Linked DNA regions of Bos taurus: region 1 is linked to region 2. The links are chromatin contacts, called in public Hi-C maps. All regions are on one chromosome and are shown on one strand. Each heading gives the region's core, a stretch centred on a gene start, on an enhancer-like site or on the middle of the called end of the contact. The rest is flanking DNA. Distances are from core to core; before and after follow the strand shown.

The links. A called contact is a pair of places that touch in the nucleus more often than the background predicts.
Region 1: a Hi-C map of liver shows a contact between it and region 2, with 2.0 times the contacts expected there. The contact joins the enhancer-like site here to the promoter of ABCA9 in region 2. A contact is called at or near these places in 2 of 11 Hi-C or Micro-C datasets (liver and skeletal muscle).

What each region holds. Positions count from the first base shown.
Region 1 is chr19:61,543,002-61,548,314 of ARS-UCD2.0, reverse strand. ABCA9 (ATP binding cassette subfamily A member 9) reads right to left here. Exons shown (of 40, transcript NM_001434972.1): 40 at 3,740-5,313. Among named protein-coding and RNA genes, the nearest start is that of MGC134105, 50 kb to the left of the region's middle. Within about 2 kb of position 2,419, at least 25 of the 102 cell types and tissues checked have an H3K27ac peak or open chromatin away from gene starts, as enhancers often do. A contact at or near this core is called in liver and skeletal muscle, where this site is marked.
Region 2 is chr19:61,484,031-61,489,547 of ARS-UCD2.0, reverse strand. ABCA9 (ATP binding cassette subfamily A member 9) reads right to left here and starts at 1,353. Exons shown (of 40, transcript NM_001434972.1): 1 at 1,210-1,353. The coding sequence starts at 1,248.

The DNA of each region.
Region 1 (5,313 bases), core at 1,170-3,669, 58 kb before region 2:
TGAGCACAAGGAGAACGGGGGAAGGAGAGCAGCCTGAGATGGAGATGAGCCGGTCCTGGTACAGATTTGCCAAATTCACTTTCCACCTACTTTTCTTTCTTTTTAATTTTTTTTTAATTGGAGTATAGTTGATTTTGGACTTCCCTGGTGACTCAGAGGTGAAGCATCTGCCTGCCAATGCAGGAGATGTGGGTTTGATCTCTGGGCCAGGAAGATCCTCTGGAGGAGGAAGTGGCAACCGACTCCAGTGTTCTTGCCTGGACAATCCCACGGAGAGAGGGGCCTGGTGGGCCACAGACCATGAGATCACAAAAGAGTCAGATGAGACTTAGAGAATGAGCAACAACAGTTCAGTGGTTTATGCAGGATACTATCAGTTCAGTTCAGTTCAGTCGGTCAGTCGTGTCTGACTCTTTGCGACCCCATGAATCGCAGCACGCCAGGCCTCCCTGTCATCACCAACTCCCGCAGTTCACTCAAACTCATGTCCATTGAGTCAGTGATGCCATCCAGCCATCTCATCCTCTGGCGTCTCCTTCTCCTCCTGTCTCCAATCCCTCGCAGCATCAGAGTCTTTTCCAATGAGTCAACTCTTCGCATGAGGTGGCCAAAGTACTGGAGTTTCAGCTTTAGCATCATTCCTTCCAAAGAAATCCCAGGGCTGATCTCCTTCAGAATGGACTGGTTGGATCTCCTTGCAGTCCAAGGGACTCTCAAGAGTCTTCTCCAACACCACAGTTCAAAAGCATCAATTCTTCAGCACTCAGCTTTCTTCACAGTCCAACTCTCACACCCATACATAACCACTGGAAAAACCATAGCCTTGACTAGACGGACCTTTGTTGGCAAAGTAATGTCTCTACTTTTTCAATATGCTATCTAGGTTGGTCATAACTTTCCTTCCAAGGAGCAAGCGTCTTTTAATTTCATGGCTGCAGTCACCATCTGCAGTGATTTTGGAGCCCAGAAAACAAAGTCAGCCACTGTTTCCACTGTTTCCCCATCCATTTCCCATGAAGTGATGGGACCAGATGCCATGATCTTTGTTTTCTGAATGTTGAGCTTTAAGCCAACTTTTCACTCTTCTCTTTCACTGTCATCAAGAGGCTTTTTAGTTCCTCTTCACTTTCTGCCATAAGGGTGGTGTCATCTGCATATCTGAGGGTATTGATATTTCTCCTAGTAATCTTGATTCCAGCTTGTGCTTCTTCCAGGCCAGCGTTTCTCATGATGTACTCTGCGTATAAGTTAAATAAGCAGGGTGACAATATACAGCCTTGACGTATCCCTTTTCCTATTTGGAACCAGTCTGTTGTTCCATGTCCAGTTCTAACGTTGCTTCCTGACCTGCATATAGGTTTCTCAAGAGGCAGGTCAGGTGGTCTGGTATTCCCATTTCTTTCAGAATTTTCCACAGTTGATTGTTATCCACACAGTCAAAGGCTTTGGCATAGTCAATAAAGCAGAAATAGATGTTTTTCTGGAACTCTCTTGTTTTTTCCATGATCCAGCTGATGTTGGCAATTTGATCTCTGGTTCCTCTGCCTTTTCTAAAACCAGCTTGAACATCTGGAAGTTCACAGTTCACATACTGCTGAAGCCTGGCTTGGAGAATTTTGAGCATTACTTTACTAGTGTGTGAGATGAGTGCAATTGTGTGGTAGTTTGAGCATTCTTTGGCATTGCCTTTCTTTGGGATTAGAATGAAAACTGACCTTTTCCAGTCCTGTGGCCACTGCTGAGTTTTCCAAATTTGCTGGCATATTGAGTGCAGCATTTTCACAGCATCATCTTTCAGGATTTGAAATAGCTGAACTGGAATTCCATCACCTGCACTAGCTTTGTTCGTAGTGATGCTTTCTAAGGCCCACTTGACTTCACATTCCAGGATGTCTGGCTCTAGGTGAGTGCAGGATATTATGGTGAGGCTGTAATACACTTGAGCTTGTGCTTGAGATGGAGGGCAGGAACTCCACCTGGACTGGGCTTTGAGAGGCTTTAGCAGGTTAAAAGGAGAAGGCAATGGCACCCCACTCCAGTACTCTTGCCTGGAAAATCCCATGGACAGAGGAGCCTGGTGGGCTGCAGTCCATGGGATTGCTATCAGTTGGACACGACTGAGCGACTTCACTTTCACTTTTCACGTTCATGCATTGGAGAAGGAAATGGCAACCCACTCCAGTGTTCTTGCCTGGAGAATCCCAGGGACGGGGGAGCCTGGTGGGCTGCCGTCTATGGGGTCGCACAGAGTCGGACACGACTGAAGCGACTTAGCAGCAGCAGCAGGTTGAAAAACCAGCACCCTTGGACTTGTGTATAGGTGAATTCACTGTGAAAATATTCCAAGGACTCTACCTAAAATTGCCTGCAAAGGGCAGCATTGTTCTTCCAGAGGTCTGTACCGGCATTCACAGGGCAGGAGGATAAGCCACAGGTCACAGCTCTAGCGCATTCAACCTTGAGCAGAGAGGCAGAGAGACAGAGAATATGTCTGGGCAGTTTGGTGATTAGGTAGATTTGTTCCTTCATTTCATTGCAGCAGTCCCCTGATGCTTCATGTGTAATAATAATATTGCACCTTTGCATAGCTGATCAACCAATGCCACACAATTATATATTGTTGAGCCTATCCTGAAATCGGCAGGACTTGACTGCTCCCGAAGGTTCTTCACTACAGGAAGACAGAGTGTGTCTCAGCAGAATTTTACCAAGTAAAGAGAATCTGGAACAGGCCTCAGTGTTCTGGGAAACATGCCAAGGATGGAACTTGAAAACATGAGTCAAGGCTTCGGAGCAGAGAGCCAGCAGCCTGCCCCGGACGTGACCCTGAAGTCCCGAACCTGGAGTGACCGGTCCATTTCCTGCGTGGGTCACGTTGGCCATGAAGAGAAACCACGTGGCTGCCACAACCTTGTCCTTCGGCCTGGAGCGGGCTGGCTGCCGCCCAGAGCTCTCGTCCCGTTGGTTATGAGCAGAACGATGCTCCGGTCGGTGCCGTTTCCTGGAGGCAAAGCTCAGAGGAGAGGTGCAGAGCGGTGCTGACAGGAGGCAAGTTGGCCAGTGCCTCACTGGGAGGAGAATCTGCCTGCGGCGGCTGGATGAGCTGAGCGGCAGTCTAGACAGAAGCGGACTGGAGTTCACCCAAACCCATGTCCATTGAGTTGGTGATGCCATCCAACCATCTCATCCTCTGTCGTCCCCTTCTCCTCCTGCCCTCAATCTTTCCCAGCATCAGGGTCTTTTCAAATGAGCTCTTCGCATCAGGTGGCCAAAGTATTGTAGTTTCAGCTTCAATATCAGTCCTATCAATGAACACCCAGGACTGATCTGCTTTAGGATGGACTGGTTGGATCTCCTTTCAGTCCAAAGGACTCTCAAGAGTCTTCTCCAACACCACAGTTCAAAAGCATCAATTCTTTGGCACTCAGCCTTCTTCACAGTCCAACTCTCACATCCATACATGACCACAGGAAAAACCATAGCCTTGACGAGATGGAGCTTTGTTGATAAAGGACCTTTGTTGTCCCTCTTAGAGAAACACAAGTGTCCTCAGATTAGGGCCCCACCTGACAACCTCGCTTAACTTGAATTAGCTCTTTACAGGCCCCACCTCCAAACACAGCCACCCTGGAGAATGGATCTATGAGTTTGTGGGGAACACGGTTCAGAACACGACCAGAAGCAGCAAGGAGAGCAGCAACAACGACTCAGCTGAGTAAGAATGTACCAGAAAACTGCATCGATTTCAAAGTGTTTATAGGATGGTCACTTGGATAGGTCACAGCATATGCAGACAGAAGAAAGTGGTACCTATAAAGTTCTAGCACTGTTCAGTAGACCCTCACATCATAAGAAACAGAAAACAAAAACATGCTTCAAAATTATCAGTTCAGTTCAGTCGCTCAGTCGTGGCTGGCTCTTTGCAACCCAATAGCCTAAAGCATGCCAGGCCTCCCCGTCCATCACCAACTCCCAGAGTTTGCTCAGACTCTCGTCCATCGAGTTGGTGATGCTATCCAGCCATCTCATCCTCTGTCGTCCCCTTCTCCTTCCACCTTGAATTTTTCCCACATCAGGGTCTTTTTAAATGAGTCAGTTCTTCACATCAAGTGGCCAAAATATTGGAGTTTCAGCTTCAGCATCAGTCCTTCCAATGAACATTCAGGACTGATTTCCTTTAGGATGGACTGGTTGGATCTCCTTGCTGTCCAAGTAACTCTCAAGAGTCTTCTCCAACACCACAGTTCAAAAGCATCAATTCTTCAGTGCTCAGCTTTCTTTATAGTCAAACTCTCACATCCATACATGACCACTGGAAAAACCATAGCCTTGACTAGACTGACCTTTGTTGACAAAGTAATGTCTCTGCTTTTTAATATGGGGTCTAGGCTGGTCCTAACTTTTCTCCCAACAAGTAAGTGTCTTTTTAATTTCATGGCTGCAGTCACCATCTGCAGTGATTTTGGAGCCCCCAAAATAATATTGCTTTATGCCATAAGGGTGGTGTCATCTGCATATCTGAGGTTATTGATATTTCTCCCGGCAATCTTGATTCCAGCTTGCGCTTCTTCCAGCCCAGCGTTTCTCATGATGTACTCTGTATATAAGTTAAATAAGCAGGGTGACAATATACAGCCTTGACGTATCCCTTTTCCTATTTGGAACCAGTCTGTTGTTCCATGTCCAGTTCTAACTGTTGCTTCCTGACCTGCATACAGATTTCTCAAGAGGCAGGTCAGGTGGTCTGGTATTCTCATCTCTTTCAGAATTTTCCACAGTTTGTTGTGATTCAAAATTGCAAGATGTGTTTTTTTAAAACTTTCCTCGACTTGATCATTCAAATTCTCAGTACGACCATTTTAACAGGTTTCACATTTCCTGTATCATCACAACAGATAAAACATGACTGTACAATCTGAAATCTGAGAAGTGACAGGAAAGGGAGATGAGTAAATTAAGAACAGGTGAAGAAGAAATGAAAAGAGCAAGCCTGTGCTGCCGTGAAATCGTTAGACTCCGCCTCCCCTACGGCAAACTGTCAGCGTCCGGCCTCACTTTGTACCTGTCGTTGGTTTACTCATTGTTTCAGTTCAGTCAGTTCAGTTGCTCAGTCGTGTCTGACTCTTCACAACCCCATGAATCGCCGCACGCCAGGCCTCCCTGTCCATCAGCAACTCCCGCAGTTCACTCAGACTCACGTCCATCGAGTCAGTGATGCCATCCAGCCATCTCATCCTCTGTCGCCCCCTTCTCCTCCTGCCCCCAATCCCTCCCAGCATCAGAGTCTTTTCCAATGAGTCAACTCTTCGCGTC
Region 2 (5,517 bases), core at 104-2,603:
ATTTCCAGGGCTTCTCTGGTGCCCCGGGCGTACGAACCTGCTTTGCAATGCAAGGCACGCTGGTTCACACCCTGGTCTGGGAAGATCCCGCTTGTGCAGAGCCACTGAGCCTGTGGGTCTGAGCCTGTGTCTAGAGCCTGCAAGCTGCAAACACTGAAGCCCGAGGGCCCTGGAGCCCGTGATCGACGCCAGCAGACGCCAGCAGACAGCAGGGTGATGAGAAGCCCCTGGCTGCAGCTCGATAGAAGCCTGCACGGCAATAAGGACCCGGTGCACCAGGAAAAACAAAAAGGAAAAAATATACACGGATATGAAACATTCTTGGTTAGGAAACCAGCGGTGCCGTAGACTGGGGTGTCTGGAAGGGTTAACACTGGGGCCTCCTCTACTTTCCTGCTGTGGATGAATGTGTGTGCTGGAGAACATTTTAAAGAATGATGAACATGATCTAGTCGTGACTGGCGTTTTTAACTGTTAAGGCTGATTTTTTTTTCCCCACGGCATGTCCTGGTCAGAAATAAAAATACTATTCACTGTAGTTACACAAAACATCTATTTAGCTTAAATTGCTCTGAGTAGGAGCCTGTGTGATCTAATAATAACTTGGCTATAAAAGCCAGTCATTTCCTATTCAGACAGAATTCCCAGTATTCAGAGAATAAACATGTTACACAACAAATTTCGCAAAAATTTAGAATGATAAACAAGGTCGATGAAAATATAACCTTCAGGTTTCTTGATGAAGCCATTTAAATCATTTAAATACTCAGAACCTTAGGTCTCTGGTTAAAAAAAAAACTAATACTCAGAAAATCATGTATCCCCCCAATGCATATAAAGCCTCTGGCAGCAAAATTGAAAATGAACAAAAAAGAATAAGTAATTCTTACAGTTTGAGAAATATAGCTCATCCTTGTAAAGAGGCAACATTAAGTCTCATTCCTTTCAGCTTATCCAATAGTCTCTTAGACAAAACATGCTATTTGTCCAAACATGCTTTAGTCATAGGGTAAAAATTTAAATAAATATTGGTTCTCCAAGTGGTTATTTACAATACAATATGAAATACTCAGATAATTTGAAAAATCAAAATGACTTGCTAACAACATCCTGCATCTCACAGTTTTCATCCAAGTGTTTGGCATTCCCTGTTTGAAGTCACACGTTATATTTTCATTTGCAAAACCACATTTTCAGAGGTTAACTTACTCTCAGGAAAGCTGGAGCAAGACTCCAGAAACAGTTCATCCACGGGTCTCCGCGGGTCCTGGAGAACAATTCACATTCCTTTTGGGTCACTACTACATCAACGCTTTTAATTTCATGTTTATTGTGAATAGTTCCGTGTAGAACGGTTTCTGAAAAGGACTATGGTCTTAATTCAGCCAGACTGCCAAAACTCTGCTGACATCACGTGGCGACTTCTTTACAGTTTCCTGTTTCTTTGTCTCCCCGCCAGCTCCTCAGCAGGGAGTTCGTGGCTGCAGATGGCTGGCTGGACCCAGCGAGCGTCAGTACTATCAAATCAAAGAGAAGCTAGTCTTTTCCAATTCGCTTTTCTACGCAAGGCCCTCATGGGAGAGCTGACTCCCAACACAGTCTTTTAAAGAAACATAAGTAAAGAAACAGTTCGGAACAGAGCAGAGACAAGTAAAAAAGAAAAAAAAAAAAAAAAAAATGACATGGAGAAGGGAACGGCACCCCACTCCAGTATTTTTGGGAGAATCCCATGGCCAGAGAAGCCTGGCAGGCTACTGTCCATGGGGTCGCAAAGAGCTGGGCACGGCTGAGCAGCTCACACACACACACACACACACTGTGCTGAGCCCGGGGGATGCCTGTGAGAAGCACTCAGGTACCCATTCGAAAAAAAAAAAAAAAAAGACAAATACAGAAACGGGCCAGAAAGCAACTCAAAAGTCTCCACTGAAATTTAGTTCTTAAAATCTGGATATAGAAGTATGGCGAAGAAGAATGTAATTTTTTTAAGGGAACAAAATGAACTGAATTTTCATCTTCATCTGAGTTGTGTTGCATGCAAGCTACCTGCGGCATCTTTCTTGCAGTGGGGAATACGAGAGTCCTTAGAGCAACGTCACCTAAAAGCACCTGCCCTCCCAAGAGCTACGAGCTTCTTGTTTCTGCAAAAGTGCCGGAAGGCAGACTTTCTCTGTAAAGCGGCTTTACTTTCTCTGTAAGCAGCCGGTGGTTTTTAGGACATCTTGTTTTTCATATTATTGAAGAAACATTTTTAACAGGTAAGAGCTGCCGTTCTATCTTTTTTTGAGCATTTCAGGTAAATCAAAGATGAGGCAATTCTAAAAAAAAGTGAGAAAGTTGCTCATGAAATTACATGAAATTGTAATTTCATGAAAGTATAATTCGTGGAGAAGAAAGGTGAGTAGGGGCCAGCGTGTCTCTGCTCACTGTGTGGGTCTGTTGCGTTCCCCTGTGCTGTAACTGCTTCCTGAAAACGCCCGTGAGGGTATATGCTGTGCGGGCAATTCTCAAACCAAGTAGGCTCATCCGTTTCCTACGGGCTGTGATAATCACATGAGATCTTCCTCATTCACCTCCCATTCTCTCATATTTATTCTCTTGCAAATTGTACGAGTCCAGAAATGGCTAGGCTAGCAAAATAGAGGCAGATTGAACTCACTAATGCCTACGACTGCCAAACAAAGACAGGCTCTGATTGTTGCTGTACGGCTGCTGTCTTCTGCAGAAGATACAAAATTATCAGACTTAATAACACCTGCCAGAGAATATAATGTGGACATTTTGTTTTCAGATGAACTTTGTATCTAGGAGAGAGATTATGTCTTCTGACCCCAGTTGGCTTCTGGACTGGGTTCTTTCAACACGCTGGCCTCTTCTTTGACCATGTGGTAATCTTTATAGTGTCGTAACACAGCAAGCACACCCTCATTAATCCTCTTTTTCAACATTTTCTTGGTCAAGTCATGTCTGCACTCTTCTAAATAAGCTTTGGTTTCCGCTTCCCAATTAAAAAACAACTGTCCTGTTGGGATTTCAGAAGTGGAATAGCACTAATTTTGTAGTGTAATGTCCTTATGAAGCAATCACATATGGTATTTATTATGTGCAAGGCACAGTGAAATATTGCCACACTGAATAAACATAAGAATCTCACGAGGTGGGCATTATCATGCACGTGCCTGCTCAGTTGTGTCTGACTCTTTTGAGACGCTTTGGATTGTAACCCACCAGGCTCCTCTGTCCGTGGGATTCTCCAGGCAAGAACACTGAAGTGGTTGCCATGCTCTCCTCCAGGGGATCTTCCTGACCCAGGGATGGAACCCAGGGCTGTGTCTCCTGCACTGGAGGGCAGATTCTTCACCTCTGAGCCAACTGGATGTCAGGATCAGCCCAACAACGAACCGACCCGAGAGAGCGGTGGCACAGAAGAATTAAGGAAAAGAAGACTCAGAAATACAGTGGGGGTCGGAGGGCTGATGCCACTCGAAGGCAAAACCCAGATCCTGATCCACACGTGTCTTTTATTGTTAACTTCTACTTCCTTGTTCGTGCTCTAGAGATATCTGTTCTTTACAATCTCAGATCGGGGATAAAGACATACAATGCACAGTCCTCAATGCCAAACCTTTAGGCCTTTCAGGACTGTTTAGCTTTTTGGCTAGTGATGCCCTTTCTCAGCAACTCTCTCAAGGCTCTGGTTACGGGAACAGTCACTGATGGTTTTCCATCAGTCACATCAGTACTTCAACATCTTGTTTTCAAGATGTCTTTCCACAACGTACTTTTTACTGCTCCCAGCCCTTCGCCTGGGGCTGATGAGAAAGTCATTCTTATTTTTCAAAGAAGCCCCGTTAATTATAGCACAGGGCTGTGCAGAGCTTATCCCCTTCACTGGAAAGTCCAATCACTCCTATTTCACAGATGAGTAAAGTGAGTCCCTGAGCTTAAATAACTTGCACAAAATCAAACAGCTGGCGAGCAACAGAACCTGGGTTAAACCCCGCCTTCAGCCTGGGAGCTCAGATGACAAGTGCCGTGTCATGAGCCCAACGTATGTCTCTCTTCCCTCCGCCGAGTCTCAGGGAGGTGCGTGCGTTTTATGGTTCTCCTTGACTTTGCCTCCTGTGTTTTGCAGCAGTATTCTCCAGGGCTGGACGTCAGATGCTGTCTTTTGCATGGAGCTAACGCCTCCTCCTGGACACTCTCCTGGCGATTTGTGCAGAGTACCTGGGGCCGTGGGACTTGTGTGCAGCCCTCAAAACCGCGCCAGGTCAAAGTGTAAGGACCTGATCTGCCAAGAGAGCACGCAGCAGCCCAGAGCCTGACAGAAAGAGGCGGGGACGCTGCTCTTTTCCAGAGTCTTCCCTGCTCTGGCCCTTCACCTTTCCTGACCTAGCTGCACTGCCTACATTTGGGTTTTGGTAGATACTCTCCCAAAATTTCCTTGTTTCTTAAAAATATAATATTTTGCTTGGTCCTGCTTTATGAACTTTTTTTTTTGTCTTGCCACACCCTTTGTATGACATATTACCATCTTCCAATCTTATTTGTGGTCCCATTTCTTGGGCGTCTTTTAGCCTCTCTCCATGATCTGCCCGGGCTTCCCAGGTGGCTCAGAGGTAAAGACCCTGCCTGCCAATTCAAGAAACACAAGAGACGCAGGTGAATCCCCTCGGTTGGGACAATTCCCTGGAGAAAGGAATGGCTACCCACTCCAGTATTCTTGCCTAGACAATCCCATGGACAGAGGAGCTTGGCGGGCTACCGTCCATGGAGTAGCAAGAGTCAGACACGACTTAGTGACTAAACAACATGATCTGCCTCTGGGATGTCTCATGGAGCAGAATAATTTTATTTTTCTTTCACCTCTTCTGCAAATCTTTTACTTTCCACAAGGAATGTATGTCGTAGGATCAGCAGTCCGCCTCACCCAGCTGTTTGATGGGACAGTGTCTAAATTAAGCTTGCCTGTGGTTTTCCACTTCCCCACTCCTACACAGATTGTTTTCCCTCTGTTCCTCTCCTTGCTCTTGTTTTCTCTTCGTCTGGAAAGTTCTGAGTGAGAACCTCCCGGTATGTTGTTCTACTGGTGCTCACCTTTTAACGTTGGCCGATGTATCTAAGCCTACGCTCTTTGGGAGATGTTAACACTCAGCGTCTCCACCCGTCTTCCCTCCACGGCCTGAGCTGGACACCGTGCTCCCTTCCTGCCCCCGAGGACGTCCTTCAGCACATTTGACCTTGAAACCTTAGCCCTGCTTCTTACGGGCTGTGCAGTGCTGGCAAGTGATTTTCTCTGGAAACTTCACTTTTCTCACCTGTAAGTGTCAGAGAACACAACAGCATCCAATGGGGTCATACAGAATTTTTAAATTTAGGGTTTGTTGGGCAGGGTAGTAAAGGAGGAATATGTGATCACTTATGTGTGGAATCTAAAAAATAAATGACTGAGTAAAACAAATCAGAAACAGACTCACAGATATAGAGAGCAAACTAGCGGTCACCAGCGGGGTGAGG